Regions from separate parts of the Mus musculus genome. Here region 2 is linked to region 1. Evidence: chromatin contacts called from public promoter capture Hi-C data. All regions are on one chromosome and are shown on one strand. Each heading gives the region's core, a stretch centred on a gene start, on an enhancer-like site or on the middle of the called end of the contact. The rest is flanking DNA. Distances are from core to core; before and after follow the strand shown. Region 1 holds the start of Armc8 (armadillo repeat containing 8). Region 2 holds the start of Sox14 (SRY (sex determining region Y)-box 14).

The links. Promoter capture Hi-C pulls out the DNA fragments that hold promoters and counts their contacts.
Region 2: a promoter capture Hi-C map of stem cell-derived epiblast-like cells shows a contact between it and region 1, with 2.9 times the contacts expected there. The contact joins the promoter of Sox14 here to the promoter of Armc8 in region 1.

Annotation. Positions count from the first base shown.
Region 1 is chr9:99,567,646-99,570,485 of GRCm38.p6, reverse strand. Armc8 (armadillo repeat containing 8) reads left to right here and starts at 1,587. Exons shown (of 22, transcript NM_028768.3): 1 at 1,587-1,884. The coding sequence starts at 1,840.
Region 2 is chr9:99,874,632-99,877,434 of GRCm38.p6, reverse strand. It overlaps Sox14 (SRY (sex determining region Y)-box 14), which reads left to right and starts at 1,265. Exons shown (of 1, transcript NM_011440.1): 1 at 1,265-2,803. The coding sequence starts at 1,751. The coding sequence ends at 2,473.

The DNA of each region.
Region 1 (2,840 bases), core at 338-2,837:
TAATCAACACACACACATACACAAACACACATATATAAAGCAATATATTGTTAGAGATATTATGTTACAGGAACATACTGATGCCTGAAATTAAGGAATCATGATGCAGGCTGGGGAGATGTTTCAAAATGTAAAACCTCTTGCCACTAAATCTGATGATTTGACTCTGATCCTTGGACCTCTAAGATGAAACGAGAGAACCTGCTTCCTAAGCTGTCCTCTGGCCAGGACATGTGTGAATCCACATACACACACACACACACACACACACACAATAAATAAATAAATGAAAAATCATTTTAAAGAAAATATATGGAGTTGGGAGAGTCACCTAGTTCTTCCTCGAGGGAGGGGTTTCCTAGAAGATGTATTGCCCGAGTTTCTGGGTGAGGTATAGCTCACACATATAGAGACTATTGTACAATTGTCAATGCTTTTGTGTGCTATATACAATTACAATTTGCCTGGTTGTAGCAGGCATACTAGGACGTGATTTTAGGTGTTACATGGGTGGACAGATGAACATTTAAATGTATTTATGAATGGTAATATGTACTAGAATAAAAAAGAATACAACACATTTGATTTCACAGACTTGATTTAGGACAAGGCTAACAATCTTAAATGGGCTCAATCTGGCTTTAAATAAAATTACTGAATGAGTAATAATTCCTGTGTAAAGAGTGGGAAAGACTGTAGTTACAGAGCTTAGGATATACCGCTACAGCACCAGGGTTCTCTTAAACTTCCAGGCTTTCAGAAGTGCAACACTTTGTAAGAGACTTATAAGCAAGGGTGATAAGTGATACAATAAATGTAGACATTAAAGTACAGGAGGAAATGAGAAACAATGGGAGAGATATGCTTTTACTTAAAGAGCACTGGGAGGTGAGTGGAGTTGAGGTAACAACCTGAATTAGGGATGGCTTTACTTTCAGAATATTTTAGTAGGAAACATTCACATAGTTTAATTCTCCATCCCCCATTTGACCTAAAGGCTGGAAATAATTCTAACACACAGACAACGTAAGGCTTTCCACATTCCAGGCATTTTTGTTGTTGTTGTTGTTGTTTATTGGGCCATTTATTCTCATTAGTCCTTATTTTACAGTCGGGAGAAGTGAAATAAATATAAAGAGGCTAAGAACCTTTCCAAAATATTGGCACTAACGAAAAGCAGCTAGGATTAAATCCAGGCGTCCTGGCTGTGGAGAACCCGTTCTTACCAATATACCAGAGTAAGTGGGTCGGGCACGCAACGCTAAATAAAGCAGGTCATAGTTAACTGTTGAAGCGTGAGGCGATTTTCATTGCAGGCAGAAGACCTAGTTTTGAGACCAGTTTCTCCAGCTTTAAGAGGGAGAGAATACTGAAACTAGGGAATGGTGTAGAGTGAGATAATGAATGTGAAAGTGAACTTCAGACTCCGTAGATAGTAACTCCACCTACTAGCGGTTAGGAAAGAAAACCTGTAAACTGAAATTTAAGAGTGCGGACAGCTCGTCGAGCCAGGGTGAGGCTCCGCCCCCCACCCGCGGAAGGTGGGGCAGGCAGGCTTCTGCGCATGCGGAGGCCGCTGCCCGCGCCCACCTCTGACCCCAGCCGAGAGTAGCTGCTGTTTCTGAGAGGACGATTCGTAAGCCGGGGTCCGGCGCGGTTTCCCAATCCCTCGCCCTTCTGCCCAGCCCCTTCGGTGCTCGAGCGACGCCTGGGGCGCGGTCTGTTCTGGGCAGCTTGCCTGGGCTTTCTACAGAGGCTCCGGCTGCAGGTCACATAGGTGGCTGTCGAAAGTGCCGGCCGCGCGCCGGCGCCGGCAGCAGCCGGGTGGGAAGGCTCAAGATGGCGTGCCTGTTGGAGACCCCAATCCGCATGAGCGTCCTCTCGGTGAGTGACCCGCCCGGCGCGGGGCAACCCCGGTCCTGCCCACAGCATTACCCCGGCGCCCTGAGCCTCCCGAGCACCACCCACTGCGGTGGCCTCAGCTGGGATGCACGCGACCCGGGCCGAGTCGGAGGCGTCTCCTACTCGAGAGCTCCCACCGGTGCGGGTTCCCAGGACGGCGGCCGTTCGGCCGGCGGGGAGGTCGGGCTCCAGGCAGCCGGCCCATGGGCGCGGCTTGGGTTTGGCCGAGCCTTCTCCCGTCTTCCTCCCTGCGCTGTTGCTTCTCGGGACGGAGCTCGCTGCCTGCGAGGGTTCAGGACAGGCCTGGAACCTAGAGTCCACTTCGCTCTCCAGGGCTGTGGCTAGAAGAGGTGCGAACTCTTAAGCTGCCACAGCACAGAGCTGCCAGACCAGGGCTGTGCGTCTTCTGTCAAGTCCCTACCACCAGGGCACCTGCCAACACCGCTTGCTTCTTGGCAATGGAGGTTTTCACATCAGCTGCAACTCGCGCTATTGTGTATGGTTATTTAAACCGCTTTGCTGTGCTCTGCTGTTGAGGTCCGGGCTCCGAGACTAGAGAAACTATGTTTCTAATGTCCGGTGTTTGATTTTTCTTTAGGGAGAGCAAAACATTTTAGGAGGGACCAAAAAGTCGGAATGAAAAAGAATAGGTTCCCCCAGTATTTGAAAGAAGGGAACGTATTGATATACCTAGAAGAAATATCAGGGTTTTTTTTTTCTTAAATTAAAAAGAAACAACAAAAAGCAAAGAAGGCGACTTTCGCCTTCCGCTATAATGTCCTTTAAACAAACAAACAAAAACAAAAAACAGGACCAGGAATGAAATGAACAAGAATGAGTGTTGTTGGGAGATAACTCTGGGAGGTTTGACCACAGATTTTAGCAGTTGGACTCCAAATAGAGCCTACCAATGATTCAGTTGTTGTTGGAAGTAAAGA
Region 2 (2,803 bases), core at 16-2,515, 310 kb before region 1:
CGCCGTGGGCATTTCGGCCTGTCCTCCTCCCGGGAGAGACTGGCTAGCGCAAAAGCCAATAAGTCTGGAACACACTCCAGTCCTTCAGGACCCGGGACAATGGTTTCCATTTAATAAATATTTCCCCCAAGGGCATTTCGCATCGGCCAGGCAATTATTCAAAGAAAACAGGCTCGCAGGTTGGCTCGGCGGGTTATTTCGTCCTCTTTACCCGAAGAATGCTCATCTGACTCGAGAAACGAGCCCCCATCCTCACTGGGTGGGAAAAGGCACCCTGAGAAAAATTGACCCTAGCTAAGAGGGTACAGCCTGAGGCTCCACGCTGCAGGCGCAGAAGAGAGACCAGGAAGGTCCCCAAGCCCCGCCTTCCCTCTGCCCTTGCAGTTTGGACGTTGAGGGAAGCTTCGAGTTTTAAATCGCCTAATAATAATAACATAGGTGAATAAGAATCAGGATGGACCTCTGCCTACCACACTCAACCCTCAAAGTGAAGAGTCCTAGTGGCAAGGGCCCCCAAAGTGAAGAGTGTTAAGGGCTTGCCAATCAGGACTCTAAACCTCTGCGAAGCCCGCATGAAGCATCCTGGTCTCGGCTCAAAGCTCTTGGCTCCGACCCCCAGGGACCCAGAACTGCTCCGCAGAGCGTCCTGGATTACAGGTGGAGGCGCCGCCTAAAGCCAACCTGGGAGAATGATACCAAAGCACCGTAGATGTTCTGGCGCGAAAAGTTTATTTTGGTTTTGGCCTGAGTTTGATATATTCTTTTCCTCTCCCAAGGATCTTTGACAAGTGTGTGTTGTTGGGGGCGGGGTGGGGGTAGAGGGTGCTGTCTTCCCATTTGGTGACGGGACTGTCCTATTTATCTACGTGAGCTCTGGGCTTGCTGGCTTGGCTGACAGCTTCCTGGGTCTTTATATTATTAGAAGCACCGGTTCTCCTTTGAACAACTGGGGAAGAAAAACAGGGGTCACGAAGAGTTTTAATTTTTTGACAGTGCCAGAGACAATGTGAACCCCCGCCCCGAATCCTGAGCTATCAAGCCGCTCTGTTCGCGGTGGCGGTCTCTCTGTCCCTCATACCTCTCCCCGCCCCCATCAGGGACGCTCCGGGTTTCCACTACTCGCGAGTTGGCAGGTGCGCCCCCTCGCCTTCCCTGCTGCTGATTGGAGCCCAGGTTGGGGAGTCGCCGCCCCGCGCTTATGTCAGAGTGCGTGCGGTCCCGGCCCACCTCGCCTTTGAACTTCGCCGCTTTTGGCTGCAGTTCACCAGCCTCCCCGCATTCTCGGCCAGGTGCAGTGCTAGGCAAAGCAGCGCCCGGAAACCACGGGAGGGGGGGAGCCACGGCCAGAGAAGCCAGGGGAGAGACGGGAAGGAGAGAAGGCGAAGGTGAAGAGGGAGCGAAGGAGGAATCTCCTGCCCTTGCCAGAAAATTACCTAGCCACTTAATCCCAAGACTCTGGTACTTGGGCCCCAATCTCTGGTGCCCACAGACTCCAGGCCGAGCGCCCTCTCATCCCCGCTGCCCTTCCTACCCTTCGGCCCCCTGGGGGCTGCCTGGGGGCTGGGACTGGCATGATCAGTTGAAAACTTTGCAGGGTCAGCTCTTCTCTCTGATTTCCCCTCTGCGGCTCCGAGACGAGGGGAGTTCAGAGTCCCGGGCTCAGGACGGACAGAAAGACAGACGGCCAACCGCGCCCAGGCTCGCCCGCAGAGCCCCTGCATTCCCCGCCCCCGCCCGCCTCGCCGGGACCATGTCCAAACCTTCAGACCACATCAAGCGGCCCATGAATGCCTTCATGGTATGGTCCCGGGGCCAGCGGCGCAAGATGGCCCAGGAAAATCCCAAGATGCACAACTCGGAGATCAGCAAACGCCTGGGCGCCGAATGGAAGCTCCTGTCCGAGGCAGAGAAGCGGCCTTACATCGATGAAGCCAAAAGGCTGCGCGCCCAACACATGAAGGAGCACCCTGACTACAAGTACCGGCCGCGGCGCAAGCCGAAGAACCTGCTCAAGAAGGACAGGTATGTCTTCCCCCTGCCCTACCTGGGCGACACGGACCCGCTCAAGGCGGCCGGCCTGCCCGTGGGGGCTTCCGACGGCCTCCTGAGCGCGCCCGAGAAAGCCCGGGCCTTCTTGCCGCCTGCCTCGGCACCTTACTCCCTGCTGGACCCTGCGCAATTTAGTTCCAGTGCCATCCAGAAGATGGGTGAAGTGCCCCACACGTTGGCCACCAGCGCGCTGCCCTACGCGTCCACCCTGGGCTATCAGAACGGCGCCTTCGGCAGTCTCAGCTGCCCCAGCCAGCACACGCACACGCACCCGTCCCCCACCAACCCGGGCTACGTGGTGCCCTGTAACTGTACCGCCTGGTCTGCCTCCACCCTGCAGCCCCCTGTCGCCTACATCCTCTTCCCAGGCATGACCAAGACTGGCATAGACCCTTATTCGTCAGCCCACGCTACGGCCATGTAACCCCAAGCTTGGCCCGGACCTGATGGGTAGCGTGGAAGCAGAGATCTGAATCCTTTCCTTTGCACCTAGTCTGGCCCGCAGATGCCTCTGGGTCAGGCCTGCCGCTGCCCCTTGCCCACCCCAGACTCTGCCTCTCTCTTCCAGGGGGGAAGGGAAGGGCCATCATCCTGGACCCAAGGCACAGACTGGTGCCAGAAATTTGCAAACATTTAGAAAGCTACACATCTTCTTCCCCTCTCCCGACTCTCCCAAAGCAAGTCTCGACTGTACCCCCTTTGGACAAAAAAAAAAGTAGGCAGTTTTGCTTTATTTACGTCCCCCTCACTGTCC